Linked DNA regions of Drosophila melanogaster: region 2 is linked to region 1. Evidence: chromatin contacts called from public targeted proximity ligation data. All regions are on one chromosome and are shown on one strand. The core of a region is the stretch at or near the end of the contact, and the rest is flanking DNA. Distances in the headings are between cores, read along the strand shown. Region 1 holds the start of RpL37A (Ribosomal protein L37A). Region 2 holds the start of tkv (thickveins).

What was found.
Region 2: a targeted proximity ligation map of the Kc167 cell line shows a contact between it and region 1, with 4 times the contacts expected there. A contact is called at or near these places in 2 of 107 Hi-C or Micro-C datasets (the Kc167 cell line and brain) and 1 of 7 datasets of targeted methods (the Kc167 cell line).

What each region holds. Positions count from the first base shown.
Region 1 is chr2L:5,065,769-5,073,281 of dm6, forward strand. RpL37A (Ribosomal protein L37A) reads left to right here and starts at 5,189. Exons shown (of 4, transcript NM_001201762.1): 1 at 5,189-5,262; 2 at 5,335-5,389; 3 at 5,459-5,587; 4 at 5,841-6,287. The coding sequence starts at 5,387. The coding sequence ends at 5,987. qtc (quick-to-court) reads left to right here. Exons shown (of 7, transcript NM_078756.4): 3 at 1,102-1,481; 4 at 1,541-2,459; 5 at 2,528-2,626; 6 at 3,359-3,451; 7 at 4,329-4,982. The coding sequence ends at 4,535. Pgant5 (Polypeptide N-Acetylgalactosaminyltransferase 5) reads right to left here. Exons shown (of 10, transcript NM_135062.4): 10 at 6,402-7,513. mir-2495 (mir-2495 stem loop) reads left to right here and starts at 2,802; the gene lies at 2,802-2,916. It also overlaps asRNA:CR45305.
Region 2 is chr2L:5,267,601-5,275,242 of dm6, forward strand. It overlaps tkv (thickveins), which reads right to left and starts at 3,784. Exons shown (of 4, transcript NM_175975.2): 1 at 3,666-3,784. The coding sequence starts at 3,723. It overlaps Cyp4ac3 (Cytochrome P450 4ac3), which reads left to right and starts at 898. Exons shown (of 5, transcript NM_135074.3): 1 at 898-1,147; 2 at 1,200-1,403; 3 at 1,454-1,535; 4 at 1,600-1,700; 5 at 1,761-2,729. The coding sequence starts at 946. The coding sequence ends at 2,701. It overlaps Nin (Ninein), which reads right to left. Exons shown (of 7, transcript NM_164637.3): 4 at 6,419-7,642; 5 at 5,561-5,990; 6 at 5,386-5,497; 7 at 4,128-5,328. The coding sequence ends at 5,078. Cyp4ac2 (Cytochrome P450 4ac2) reads left to right here. Exons shown (of 5, transcript NM_135073.3): 5 at 1-855. The coding sequence ends at 722.

The DNA of each region.
Region 1 (7,513 bases), core at 3,939-6,438:
TCAGTCGACCAATTGACAAGTTGGTCAGTGTGGCAGAAAAAGGGGGCTAAATCACTTCTTCACAACAGAATCGATGCAGTGCGCCATGTCAATGAACCTTTCACTTACTTATGCACTAGTTAGTTAAAGTAGATGATTAGTTGACTGATTGGAGGGGGGCACTTGTTGGGCTTACAAACTCATATTGAAAAAAAGTTCATATTTAAGTACAGTAGTAATCAGAACTTATGTGCATTTTCAATCACATTCAGAACACCTTATTTCAGTTTATATGGACTCACAGAATATTTTAGTGGCGCAATGGCAAGTGTTTATTTAAGGATTCTTAAGTTTTTAGTCAAGTGCTCAAAACGTGTATTTAAGAAGGCGAATAAAAAGGATGCGTTGGCTTCTCAAACAGCTGAGTACATTTTTCTATTCTTGAGAGAAAATCAGTGAACACTAATAGCTTTGGTAGAATAGTTATTGAAATGATTTTGCTCCAGTTATAAATTGTAAATCGGAGAAATTCGTGCATCATTTGCAGAACTTAATGATTTAATCGTAGCACCACCGATTTAAGTCAGTCGGTTAGTCCGATTAGTCCGATTAGCAAAATGCTAAAAACTAAATACTTAATACCCCCCTTGGAAAACGCAGACTAATGGTCAGTTAATTGACCACAAAAATGCTGCTCGATTCGTAGGAGCTGCAAGAAAAAAAAATATATAAAAAAAAGGGAGGGGATTTTCGAGAGCAGCACAACAATGAAAGTAAGCAAAGCCCGCCGCCAATGTTTTGTTAAATCTATGGCAACAAATTGCTTTTAGGGGCGTTGCAAATGCGAATCCAACTTGCCCTGCATTTCACGCGGCTACTTTTTGCCATTTTCTTGCCAAATCTATACAAAATCCCATGCACGACTGACCAGCGACCACGCAACAAAATTAGAAAATAGCTAAGCAGTTAAACAAGAGTGTAAAATTGAAAAGCAAAAAAAAAAAAAAAAAGAAAAGAAAGAAAGATTAAGATATCGAGGGGCAGCCACCACATCGGCGAAAGATAGTTACTAATACCAGTCTACGATCTTCCATACTCCGTCTGCCATCTCCCATCATGCAGTCTCTCCAGTTGAACGGCGGCAGTGACATCAGCAGCAGTGGCACCTCCAGCAGCAGCAGCAACAACAAGGAGTCGTCCCCCAGGACCACCAGGACGCCCAGGACACCGCAGACACCGCAGACGCCACAAACGCCGGCCAGCGGAGTAGCTGCATCTGTGGCAGAGACGCCACACAGCTGCATTCGGCAGGGCAACTGCGTCAAGGCCAACCAGGTTAAACTTTCCACGCTGCACGAGTCCAAGATTTCTCCGAGGACTCCGCCCGTTACACCGGACTCACCCAGTACCTATCTGGACGATGATATAGACTCGATGTACTCGTTCGCTACCACCACTTCGGGTCGCTCCACGATGTCCTGCGAGCATCCCTATGTGGCCAGGTAGGTGTTGCTTTAATTAAATGCAAATGAAATGCTATAAATCCTTGATTAACTTTTAGGAACGGCACCACCTTCAGTGGTCGCAAGATGAAGTACGTCGTGCATTGCTCCAACTATGCGGGTCAGGTGGGACCCGATTATCTGACGCCCACGCAGCGGGCACAGCGCCAGATCCGGCGGCTCAAGGAGCTGCTGTGCATCGCGCGACAGGATCTGGAGCAGAAGGATACGGAGCTGCTGCGTCTGACGCGCGAGGTGGTGGAGCTGCGCCTGTTCAAGGCATCGCTCAGTTCGCCGGAGGAGCGTTCGGCCTCCTCCGATGCGGTCACCGTGCGTGAGGCGGAGCTGAAGACCTCGCAGGATGTCTCGCCCATCGTCGACATGGTGGACGAGGGCAACGCAAAGGGCAGTCCACGCCATCTAAGCCGCCAGCAGCAGCAGCAGGCGAACCACTCACTGCAGGCCATGCAGATGTCGGCGGAGATGCAGAGCTCCTACGCGGACTCCGGCCATTTCGAGGACCTAACCATGTCGTCGGTGCACTCGAAGGACTCGCAGACGCAGAGCGAGGCATGCGGCACAGCCACGCCCGATGGAGAAGCGGATGTGGGATGCGGAGCCGGCGGTGATTCCGCCAGCAATCTGGAGAACTACGAGCTGCAGCGACAGGAACTGATAAGCATGTACGAGCATCGGATCGAGGAGCTCATTCGGAGTCAGGACAGCGCCACTAGCGATCTGAAGCGATCCCACAACGACAAGGTGGAGGCGCTGCTCCAGAAGCTGGCCGAGTGCAATACCAGGTACTCGGACATGGTGCCCGACTATGAGCAGGCCAAGCAGCGCATCCGTGAGCTGGAGAAGCAGCTGGAGGATTTGCAGCGCAAGCTGATCGAGCACGAGGAGAAGCAGAACAAGATGTACCTGCACATGTACCAGCAGGGACAGGAGGCGGAGCGCATTTCTCGAGCGGATCAGGTAGGCATTTACTCGGATTTGAAATGATGCGTAACGGTTATAGCGGATGATCCTATGTCCATTTGCAGGCACTGGATTTGGCACAGCGTCAACCGGAGAGCAAGGTGTCGATCAATGAGCTACTGCATCAGTTGCAGAGCACGCAGGACGAGTTGGAGAACATACGCGTAAGATTCTTCAATATATTCCTCATCCTATTTTCGGTTTTGTTTTGTGTGTTGCATTTTGTTGCATCGTGAGGCATCTTAGCTCGACACCGCCACCAGAACAACAAGAACACAACGCGACAAGAACACCACGCATTCGAATCACCTACATACATGCATACGTATGTATTATACATGTATGATCACATTGGCTTGTGGGCGTGGCACTTCAATTGGGCTGACTTTGCCTGGCTGGAAAAGCGGCACCTAATTGAAATGCCCGCCGATCAGTGCTCGATTACGATCGACACAAGCGACATTTTCGTTTAATTTCGTTTCTAGTTGTTAAGATCATTTTGCATATAACTAATTTTCTAGCAAGATTTACTACACACTTAAACTTACATTAAATGCGACATCATTTACGTTCAATTCGTTTAATTTGTTTCATTTCCATTCCGTTGCGAGTTCGAGTAGCCCAAGTACAGTCACGTAGTGGAGTGCGGCGAGCAAGCAAGTGCATGCATGCATAACCGAGTACAGTTGACACACTTTCGTTCATGTTTCAATTCCAATAGCAATTCCAAACGTTCCAATCGCATGCTGGACTTTGACCTTAGCTAACTATCTACGTACTTCTCTTTGGTTCAGTTGTGTATCTTTTTAGTTCATCTAACCGATAAAAGCAACAACTATTTCTAAATTTCAAATATTTCTGTCGTAAAACAAACAAAAAACAAACTATTTTTGTAGGCATCAGAGTGCAGAATGAGAGAGTGCGGCAGTAATCATGCTCTCCTTACTGCAAAAGAGGCGATTTCTTTGTGGGTACTTGGCGCGCGTAAGGTTTGTAATATCCCTAACCAAAACTACCCCAACACCCCCACCCAAAAAATTAATCATCCCTACTAACTAAACTAAATTTTTAAGTTATTATGGAAAAATTACCCCAGCAAAAAAAAAAAAAATGAAGACATATTTTGAGTTGCAATCTATGATTTGTGATCACGCACATTGGCTATATCGAACATTGGGTCCTACCATCCAAAAACCATCCAAAACTCCCATACCTCACCACACCCTCGAGACTAACCAGCATTTTCATCCGCATTCGCGCTCATGGGACAGGGTAAGGTTATTGGGTTAACATCGAAACTACAATTTTGAGATCTTGTGAACACCTTAATGATTTCCATTTTAACATATCTATTTCGTTGTTTTGTAAGTACTTGTTGTTTTCGAACAACATCGTTTCGTAGAGGTAACAACTAGAGGTATGTTCAACATCATTCACACATGACACTATGGCTAGATGATACATACATATACATACATATGTATATCTCGGTTCGAGACCAAACACCCAAAGCTAATCTCTATCTAAAATCCATTTAGCATGTGGTTCACCTCAAGTTAACTTCCAATTAAAGATCGAAAAAGTAAGAATAAACAACCATAACCGCTCCCGAAAATTATTCAGTGTTACATACATAACATTATAACCTAAATGTTCATATGGCATAGCACTATCAAGATTAAAGCGAATCCTTTGTAAATACATTTGATTTCAACGACTAACCACCACACACTTTCGATTTTTGCGTTTGAATACTAAAAATTCTGACTAATTCTCTTCACTTATTCTTGCACTTTTTCTCTCTCTCCACTCGACTAAACCGGACTATTGTAAAAATGTACACGAAACTAATCCAACAAAATTTAGACCATTTATCGCCGCCTGCTGGAAGCCCAGAAGAATCGCACCCATGTGGATCCGGAGGTGACGCTGCAGTTCCTCAAGAGCGCTATCTTCTACTTCCTCACGGACAAGGAGAACTCCCAGGGCCATCTGCAGGCCATCGAGAGCATACTCGAGTTCACCGATGCCGAGAAGCAGAAGATCAGCGCCGCCAATCGAACGCCAAAGTGAGGTCCTTGTTCGTCGTTACCCATGGCGTATACTTATTATTAACACTTAGATTGCACGCCAAAATGAGCAAAACGATGTCTACGATTTTGGTTCGCGCTAAATTGCATTGTTTTCAGCTAATTGGCTGGCGGCATTAATTTCAATTTTATTTTGTTAACTGAATAATTTTGTTAAATTTTGCAGGCGCCCGTGTTAAGTTCTCTCTTTGGCAACGAAGTGTATAAAATTTTCCCATAAGTTAATTTTTACGAACATATATATTTTGTGGTCTAAGGCTTAAGGCATACTAGTACGTCCTTTTTATGAAATACGAACATCTTGAGATAAATACAATTTTACAAAATCTACGTAGTTTTTGTAGATCTAGCTAATCAAGTGAGAATAACACCATCATGTTTTGTGGAGTTTCAGTGGAGTTTTAATGGCAAATAAATGAAAAATCTGAGTAAATTGTTAAGTGGCGTTATTTATTTGGGTGCATACATAAGCATAATAGAAATTTTATTTCACAACTTGAGAAAATAAAAATTGATTTCGGACTTTATGAAAATTTTCGGCATTTATGAAAATATAAAGGAGATTTCAAAATCTCGATAAATTTGGGTTCAGTTCTTAGCTAGTTGCGCATCCAAGTTTCACACCTTGTCGCGTCCACATTTTGAGGTATCATGCTTGTATCGAGCGGCGGTCACACTTTTCGCTCTTTTCGATTTTTCGTTTCCGGCGTGTAAGTGTACAATTTTGTTGCTCCACGTTTTTTTCCTATTAATTTATATTTATCTCATTTTCACGTGCACAGAATACTGCTGGCGAATCTTTCCCGTGTCTAACACACCAACAACAACAGCAAAATGGTATGGCTACCTTAAAATCCATCCGGAAATGCACACTAACCGCATAACCCTCTTTTTTTTTATTGACAGGCCAAGCGCACCAAGAAGGTTGGAATCGTTGGTAAATATGGTACCCGTTATGGTGCCTCCCTGCGTAAGATGGTCAAGAAGATGGAAATCACCCAGCACAGCAAGTACACTTGCTCCTTCTGCGGCAAGGTGAGTTGGCGCCCCAAAATGGAGCAACCCATTTAGGGTGGCCCAAAAAAGGGAGCGCCAAATGGTGACAAATCGTTGGCGGAATGTTATCAGTGGACATTTCTAAAGCAACTCCATGCACCCATTCAACAAGTGGAATCTTGAATTATTGGCCTAAAGTCACCTAGAAATGTCCATTTATAGAATTCTCTTCGAATAGAAGCATTACCCAAAGTTTCCATGGATAGTAACATATCTTATCTCTAATCCGCAGGACTCCATGAAGCGCGCCGTTGTGGGCATCTGGTCCTGCAAGCGCTGCAAAAGGACCGTCGCCGGTGGCGCCTGGGTGTACTCCACCACCGCCGCCGCCTCCGTGCGATCCGCCGTCCGTCGTCTGCGTGAAACCAAGGAACAGTAAACATAAACGGATCATTAATGATGGAACCATCTAATTGAATGCTCCGCTATGCTAGCTCCCGTAGTTTTAATCTGACAACGCGATTTTCCTGTGGTTTGCGCCGTGCCGGTCATGTGAAAATAAAAAAAAATGTTTTTTACTTTTAACAGTATGCGCAAGTGATGCTTATTTAAGTGGAAAACTAAGTTGGAAAGTTGTGCGAAAACGAATCCAAAATTCCCCCTTTGGCTAGTTATATGGAAATGATACTTCTGTGCACTCGTGATTTATGTTCTGTGTGCAAAGCTGAGAAGTTCGATTTGGCATCCTCTATAGTTTTGGTCCAGTGGTCAGCTCATATGATGGACACCAACTTATTAATCCCCTAGCAATCCTCAAATCAGCTGTAAGAATAAAATACTGGTAGTGGTGGTTCTCTTAAATTTGTCATCTTTTTTTATTTATAAAATTTAAAAAGTCTCTAAACAAACACAAAAAATAATGAACTGAAAAATGCATAAAAAATGTTGGCTTACAATTCAGTTTTGCGTTATCATTCTATTATCCATTCGATTTGTATTCTGAGAGGTTTTACAATTTGAGTAATGGGAAACCTATATTTAGCTAAATATACAAATCAACAATATGAAACATAGAGGCAGCTATGATATAGTATAGTGTAGGCCATATCTAGCGGTCACACGACATTTGTAATTACAAGTTATAGGATTGTTTTCGATTGTTGTGGGTCGTTGAACCTGCCTGCTTTGTTGGATCGTTTTCCTGTTTCATTTTAAATGTTAATTAAAAATTGCACCGTCACCAGTTAAAATAGTTGCTATTTTGCCGTATGTGTATATATCGTCGTTTCTCTATAACTATGGGTTCGTCACACATAATCGATTTTAAAAATAAATTTAGCTAAAAAGTTTTACTTGGCCTGCGTCTTATCGGTTTGCTGCTTTCAATGATCATCTGTGGAATTTCGCTCGTAGTCAGGTTATGCATCGTACTTTTGATTAAATACTTTTCGAAATATTTACACAATAGCGCTGAGAAGAGAGTAAGTTCTTCAATTTTGAGCAATACTTAGTCGAGAGCTATTGTTGATGTTCGGCAAAACGTTGACTAAATCTAAATTTAATTTAGAACTTAACGTTAAGCCTAGAACTAAATGCAATTTATAGTACAGTTTTGCTTGCTTTGCATATGTGTATATCATATAGGTACTACATAGATATTTTATTTAAATGTATATTTTTAATAGCTACATTAATCATATTTACATTGTTTTTGTTTAGTTCTCGTTTGAATGTAGCTTATATATATATTTTTACACTGTATTTATGATATGCGTGCAATTTTGAGAGATTTTTTTTTCTTTTTATCATATTTTCATTGTATAATGATTATGGTTTTTAGAAGCATTTTCGTGTAATTTTCATTTGTGATATGAAGAGCGCGTTATTTTGGTACAAAGCAACAGATTCTCTGTAATTTTTTTGATAGGTGCGCGCAAAGAACAACCCATAAAGTGACTTAAGGTA
Region 2 (7,642 bases), core at 2,534-5,033, 200 kb after region 1:
AAAGCAACCAGCTTGGTCAAGAGGATGAATTTGGCAAGAAGCAGCGATACGCCATGCTTGATACCCTGTTAGCAGCCGAAGCAGATGGTCAGATCGATCATCAGGGTATCTGCGATGAGGTCAATACCTTTATGTTCGAGGGATACGATACTACGTCCACCTGTCTAATATTTACCCTATTGATGCTGGCACTCCACGAGGATGTCCAGAAGAAGTGCTATGAGGAGATCAAATACCTTCCCGATGATAGCGACGATATCAGTGTGTTTCAGTTTAATGAACTGGTCTATATGGAATGTGTGATCAAGGAATCTCTTCGCTTGTTTCCCTCGGTGCCTTTCATTGGACGTCGGTGCGTGGAGGAGGGTGTGGTCAACGGTTTAATCATGCCCAAGAACACCCAAATCAACATTCACCTTTACGAAATCATGAGGGATGCCCGACACTTTTCAAACCCAAAAATGTTTCAACCGGATCGATTCTTTCCGGAGAACACAGTGAATCGTCATCCCTTCGCTTTTGTGCCATTTAGTGCGGGACAAAGGAATTGCATTGGTCAAAAGTTTGCTATCCTAGAGATTAAAGTTCTTCTGGCTGCGGTCATCAGGAATTTTAAAATATTACCTGTTACTCTTCTCGATGATCTTACTTTTGAAAATGGAATTGTGCTGCGAACGAAGCAAAATATTAAAGTTAAACTGGTGCATAGGGAAAATAAATAAGCCAATAAGCTTGTTTATAGAGCATGTCTACTTTTATAAATTCAATGGCGTCGTAGTATCCAAACCAAACAGATTTTATTATAACAGAACGTCAAAACACAATTTCTAGAAATAAACAACCATTAGAAATTCCGATAACAAAGAGCTTTTTCATTGGACTTTTCTTTTCGTTCCTCAGTGCGTTTTCAAGATCGCAGTAGTTCGGTTCCCCAAAGCCTACAAAATGTGGATCGCTCTGCTTGGGTCTTCACTTTTGATTGGGGCTCTTTGGCTCCTGCTGAGACAACTTAATAAAACGTATTTTATTCTTTCATTATGCAAACGAGTGCGAACAGCGGATGGAAGTCCATTGGAAAGCAAAGTGTTCGTTGTTCCCGGAAAAACGCGATTTGGCAACAATTTGGATCTACTCAATTTAACGCCAGGTATAGGAAAGATTGGTTTATCTGTACAAATAATTATTAATATTTATTACAGCTAATATTTTTAGCTACATACGAGAGTCCACTGCCAAAGCCAATGGACAAAATTATATATGGAATTTCCTATTTGCACCAGAATATAATATTGTTCGTGCCGAAGACGCTGAAGAAATATTTCAGAGCACCAAAATCACTACAAAGAATATGTCTTATGAATTGATAAGACCATTTCTTGGAGACGGGCTGCTGATAAGCATAGGTGAATAATCGTATATAATCGTAAATATATAATAATCCCATTCGTTTTAGACCAGAAATGGCACACAAGAAGAAAAACTTTGACCCCAGCTTTTCATTTTAATATTCTGCAGTCTTTTCTCTCTATTTTTAAGTAAGTGAGAGTGACGCTTTTTAACATATTACCTATTTAAATAATCGATAATATTAATTTTTAGAGAAGAGAGCAAAAAGTTTATCAAAATACTGGACAAGAACGTTGGCTTCGAGCTTGAACTTAACCAGATAATTCCACAATTTACTCTAAACAATATTTGCGGCAAGCATAATCATCTATTTATATACGAAATTGTATTATTAACTATATTTTCTTCTATAGAAACTGCCCTAGGCGTAAAACTAGATGACATGTCGGAAGGAAACGAGTACAGAAAGGCCATCCATGACTTTGAAATAGTTTTCAATCAGCGCATGTGCAATCCGCTCATGTTCTTCAACTGGTACTTCTTCCTTTTCGGAGATTATAAAAAGTATTCCAGGATACTGCGTACAATTCACGGCTTCTCGAGCGGTATCATTCAACGCAAAAGGCAGCAATTCAAGCAGAAACAACTTGGCCAAGTTGATGAATTTGGCAAGAAGCAGCGTTACGCCATGCTGGACACTCTTTTGGCAGCTGAGGCGGAGGGCAAGATCGATCATCAGGGAATCTGCGATGAAGTCAATACCTTTATGTTCGGGGGATACGATACCACATCAACCAGTCTAATCTTTACACTGTTATTGTTGGCTCTGCATGCGGATGTCCAAGAGCGGTGCTACGAAGAGCTACAAGACCTTCCCGAGGATATTGATGAAGTCAGTATGTTCCAGTTTAACGAACTGATCCACTTGGAGTGCGTCATCAAGGAATCACTGAGGTTGTTTCCCTCAGCTCCGATCATTGGCCGAACGTGCATAGAGGAAAGTGTAATGAATGGCTTAGTCCTACCCAAGAATGCCCAGATTAGCATCCACATATACGACATCATGAGAGACGCACGGCATTTCCCGAAACCAAATCAATTCCTGCCCGAACGTTTTCTGCCCGAGAACTCTGTGAATCGTCATCCCTTTGCCTTTGTGCCCTTCAGTGCAGGCCCAAGGAATTGCATAGGTCAGAAATTCGGCGTCCTGGAAATTAAGGTGCTCCTAGCCGCTGTGATTAGGAACTTCAAACTCCTGCCCGCCACTCAGTTGGAGGATCTCACCTTTGAGAACGGAATCGTACTGCGCACTCAGCAAAACATTAAAGTGAAATTCGAAGCAAGAGTGAAGTAGTGCATAATAAATACAAAAATGTTTTCCTGTAAAAATGCCTTTGTATTGAATTTGCTTGATCGTAACAGCCAAAAAGTAGGCTATGATATGTGAAATATTCAAAATACTGGTTAAAGTAAAAAAAAACGTAGAAAGGGTAGAAATATGTAAAATAAGTGTAGCAACACTCGCATGTGCTTGATATGAAAATAGAATTTACTTGTATCCCAAAAGTACCAACTTAAATAAAACCTGTTTTTGCGCTGAGATAAAACAAATGAAACATAAGTAGAAAATATGAAGAAATATATACAAAATAATATAAACTATTTTCATAGAACCCGTCTCTTAACAGCAATGTTCCATCGATGTTATCAAACATGATCCTACCGTAAACAATGTAATTGTCTATAATTATTTATAGAACCGATACGAAATCAAATGCACTTGCAGAAATTCCTTTCTACATTCTTTTCCAACTGGCAACGATATGAATGTCCAATTAGAATTACACTACAATGCCTGTTGCTGAGAGAATGTAGCACTTGACATAAACAAAAGTACACATATGTATATAAACAAAACTACCACACATAGATTCCAATTTTTTACACAAACAATATTCTCCATAATATATGGTTTAAACAATTCAGCGGAAGGTGTCCTTAACATTTTGCACCACATACTGCATGGCCTTGAACACCTAATTAATGATTTTTCCTGCTTCGATTTGAGGGTGGACTTCAGAGACCTTGATTACAATATGGTTTCGCCAAGAAAATGCCTAATTTAATTATATATTTCTATTCTGCGCATCGAATAACAAAACAAACCGCACGCACACACGCACACAAAATCACATGCACTGGCAGTGCACCAAACACACACACAACAGCGCGCATCATGGAAAACCCTTGTGTTCTGCAGCTTTTTCGGGAATTCGGTTAAATTGCATTTAAGTTCATTTACTATAACGCACACTCACCAGTTGTTAAGTGCACTAAAACCACATTTACACCGAAAACTAACAAAAAACAAAACATTTTAATCCAATTCGCGTTAACAGTACAAATAAACTTTAACAGCGTGTGCCCGATAGAGCTGGAAGAAACATCGACGCGGTATCGATATTCCAATGGAGTCAACTATTTAATCGATATTATATTTAAAACAATTAAAAATGAAGACTTAAAACGGATATTTAAATTCCTAAAAAAAAAGTAATGTATATTTTGAAGCAATAAAATAAATTGTTTATCGTATCAATATATAATTTAAAATTGAATTGTTTTAAACTTCATAAATCTTTTAATTTTAATAACCCCATAAGAAACAAAATCTTAACATTTCCAAAAAACTGATAATCAAGTTGTATTTATGAACAATAAGTTTATATTCCCGCAACATTTTAATAACTATTGAGAATAAAGAAGAGTTATCACAATTTGGTTTTATAAATAATTGTATATTTGGTTTTTTTGTTGTATTATTTTTTATACTTTTAAAAAGTAAACTTCTATTTTGATCGAAAGTATTGATTTAAGCACTGATTACACGATATCGTGTGATTGAGGTTGAGTTTTTTTTTCTTTACATATAAATCGAGTGAGTTATTGGGACGAATGAAGATATAACAAAAAGTCGCGTTCGCAAAAGCAATATTGAAGAGTATTGGCTAACTTAGATCGCAATTTAAATACATAGATTCGTGTGTATGGTTACAGCTTTACAGGTCTTTTGTCGTTAAATATTACATCAATATCAATATCATAGATCATTTTTTACGCTCATTTCCATTTTCTCTATCAATAAAATTAACAACAATTCCGATGCATTTGATTGGGCACGTGATAAACATTGATAAACGTGCTCGCCTACTCAGACGCATAACAAATTTAAAATACTGTTTCTTCTAATATAATTAATATACGATAACTGTTTCAGTAGTCAATTAGTAAGGTCAACATTGCACGAACATATACTACGTGGGTACTTCATCGTATATGTCCAATCGAGTATATATGCCTGTAGCTCGTGTAAATAGTTTAGTCGATTCGATTACTAGATGTGTTACAAATTGGTACACTAGTGTGGATTGTTCCTCATTTGCGCGTGGGTGAGTTTAAGTTTAGTTTAAAGTCACTTTAGTTATTGCTGCTGTGCTCTCGTGTCGAACAACATGGATTCACATTCATTCACAAAAAAAACGCAACGTACGAATACGAATACGACGGGTATGCAAACTTAATCTACCGAGAATTGTATATGTCTAAACATTCATAAGGATCTATGGTTAGGTGCATGTTCGATGTCTGCCGATGCTGAGCACCACTCCCTCCTCAGGTTTGTCTTTTTCATAATTATCTATAAACTATATACGTTTGCCGGTGGGGCAAACTAAGGCATGCCAGGCAGTCCACCGCCCACAAGGCGCTGCTGTTGCTGCTGCTGGTGAATGAGGTTCACCCTAGCTCGTTGCTGCTCCAACCGCTGCACCGTAGCCGTCAGATGGGAGTTCTCCACATATAGATCCTTCACCAGGATGTCGGCACTCTGCAATCGCTGTGTCTGATCGGCCAGTAAAACACCCTGGGTCTCGATTCGGCTATGCAAATCGTTGAGCTCCACTTGATGCTGCCGCCAGGATTCTAATGAATAAATATTACATTATCATTCTTGGTCAGTAGGTAGTTTCTTCAACTTACGCTGCATCAGGGACTCCGTGTAATGCTGCTGCTGCTTGATGACATTCTGCAGATGGCGATTTCGCAGCTCCAATTGGTTCAGTCGCTGCTGAAGCGTTGGATGCGTTGTTCGCTAAAGAAGAGTCCACAGATACGATTAGAATATGTTCCCTGATCAACAAAGTCTATGGCTCACCGCATAGGCCTTCTCGAGCACGGGTCGCGCCTCCTGCAACTGCTGCAGTTCCATGACCAGACCGTCCCGCTGCAGACTCAGATCCTTGATTTGCTCCTTGAGGGAGAGCTCGAAGAACTTAAGGCGCTTCAGTTCCTCCTTCAGTGCCGACGGACTGCTGCACTTCTCGTGGCTAAGGCAAGACGTTTTACTGTTGGATTCGAAGCTTTTGCCGGACGCCGTCGACGACGTCTCGCAATCGGCTATCTCTCCCTCCGATGCAGCCGCCTGTTGGGGACTCTGGGACCGCTTGGGCTTGCTGATCGGAGCTGGGCCGGGATTGGCGCCGTAGGCGTTGCTGTTGCCACTGTTCGTGGGCGAAGGACCCGACTGAGAGCTTTCGAAGGGTGTAGTGCTAAAGATGGATGTTTCCGAAGTGGTGAGGTTATTGCTGTTTAAGGGACCATTAAATTGGCATGATTTACAAAATAAAAACGACTTTGAACGAATTGTTAAACATAAAGATGCAAAATGAAAACGTGTAATGATACAAATGTGAAAAATAAGCAAACAAAACCATTTCCAGCAGCCAATTTCATAACCGAAAAAGAGTAATTTTTTTGTAAAATATTAAATGTATATTTATTGAAATCATAAATCAATGAATTTCGATAATGTGATGAATTTCTATATGAATATAAATTATATTTATTAAACAAGCACAAACATACAATTAAAAGGATTAAATTAGCTTATATTAGACATGGTTAGATGTGAGGGACAAAACTGAAACATATATACAGGACATACAGTGCAAATTATGAGGAAGACACAGGGATGCTCACACCAAGGACACACCGAGAGGCTTCTCATACTCACCGGCTGGCTGTCTTGTGCGATGGTGAGCCTCCGAGCAATTCGATGGCACTGGCGGTGGCTTCATCCTTGGAATCGGCAAGCGATTTCGCTGGCTCTTGGATGGTGCTCTGCAGCCAGAGGTAGCTGATGGGTGAGCTGGCTGGACTTTTTCCCGCCTCGGCACTCAGTTGGGCTACCGACTCCGAGGTGAGTTCACAGGCGCCTGTGAGGATCTCAACGCTCTCACCCAATCTCTGTCGCAAATCCTCGATCTCTGATTGCAGTGAACTGATTTCCTGAGCCTTCTCCTCGAGCATTTGAATGGAACTCGAGCGCAGCTGGGCTGCCTCTGCCTCCAATTCCGAGTACTGCTGTTCCAGCATATCGCGCTCATCAATGGGCGAGAGGCGGCCATCCTTGCTGAACTGCTCCTCGTACTCGCGCACCTTTTCCATCAGCTCGGTGAACTTCTTGTCGCTCTCGTGCTGCTCATCTTCGTAGATCTGTCGCTCCTTCTCAAACAGCTGCCGCTCCTCGCTAAGTTTCGTTTGCCAGTAGTCCTCGCAATCCTCATAGGCACGCTGCATTTGCTCTAGACTGGTCTCCAGTTCCTTCGAACGGCTTTCCGGGGTGAGAGATCTGCCTTCCTTTGCAGCCTTGAGTTCCTCCTCTAGCTCAGCAACCCGCTGTCTAAGGCTTGTTAGCTCCTCATCCTGGCTTTGACTTCTTTGCAGCTCGGAGTTTAGAGCCAACCAATCTCCGCTGTTGCTGGCATCGCTCTGCTCTCCTTCGGTGCACTTGCGCTGTTTCCCCAAGCGAGGGCTCTCCTCTGTTAGATGTGTTTTGCTCGGCGAATCCCCACGCCTTTTGGTAGCCGTGGCCGCCGACTCCTGGTCCTCTTGTTTCTCCTGTTTTTCTTGCTTTTTAGCCTTGGTTTTCGAGCGAATTAGTTCCACATTTAAGCTCTCGATTTCGATGGTCAGTTCGTCAGTCTTGTCACGCAGCTGGGCGTTCTCCATTTGAAGAGCAGCCAGCTTCTCCATTAGCTGGAGCATCTCCTCCTCCTTGTCCTCGCTATGCCTTCTCGGTCGCAATGGACTGTGCTCCGGGGTGCCACCAATGCTGCTCGACGTTTGGGCCAGTTCCTGGTTGAGCTTAATGTTCTGTTCGAGAAGCTCTGTGATTTGGATGTGAGCCTTTTGCTGCTCCGACTCAAGCTCCGTGTTCTCAGTGCGCACCAGTTCA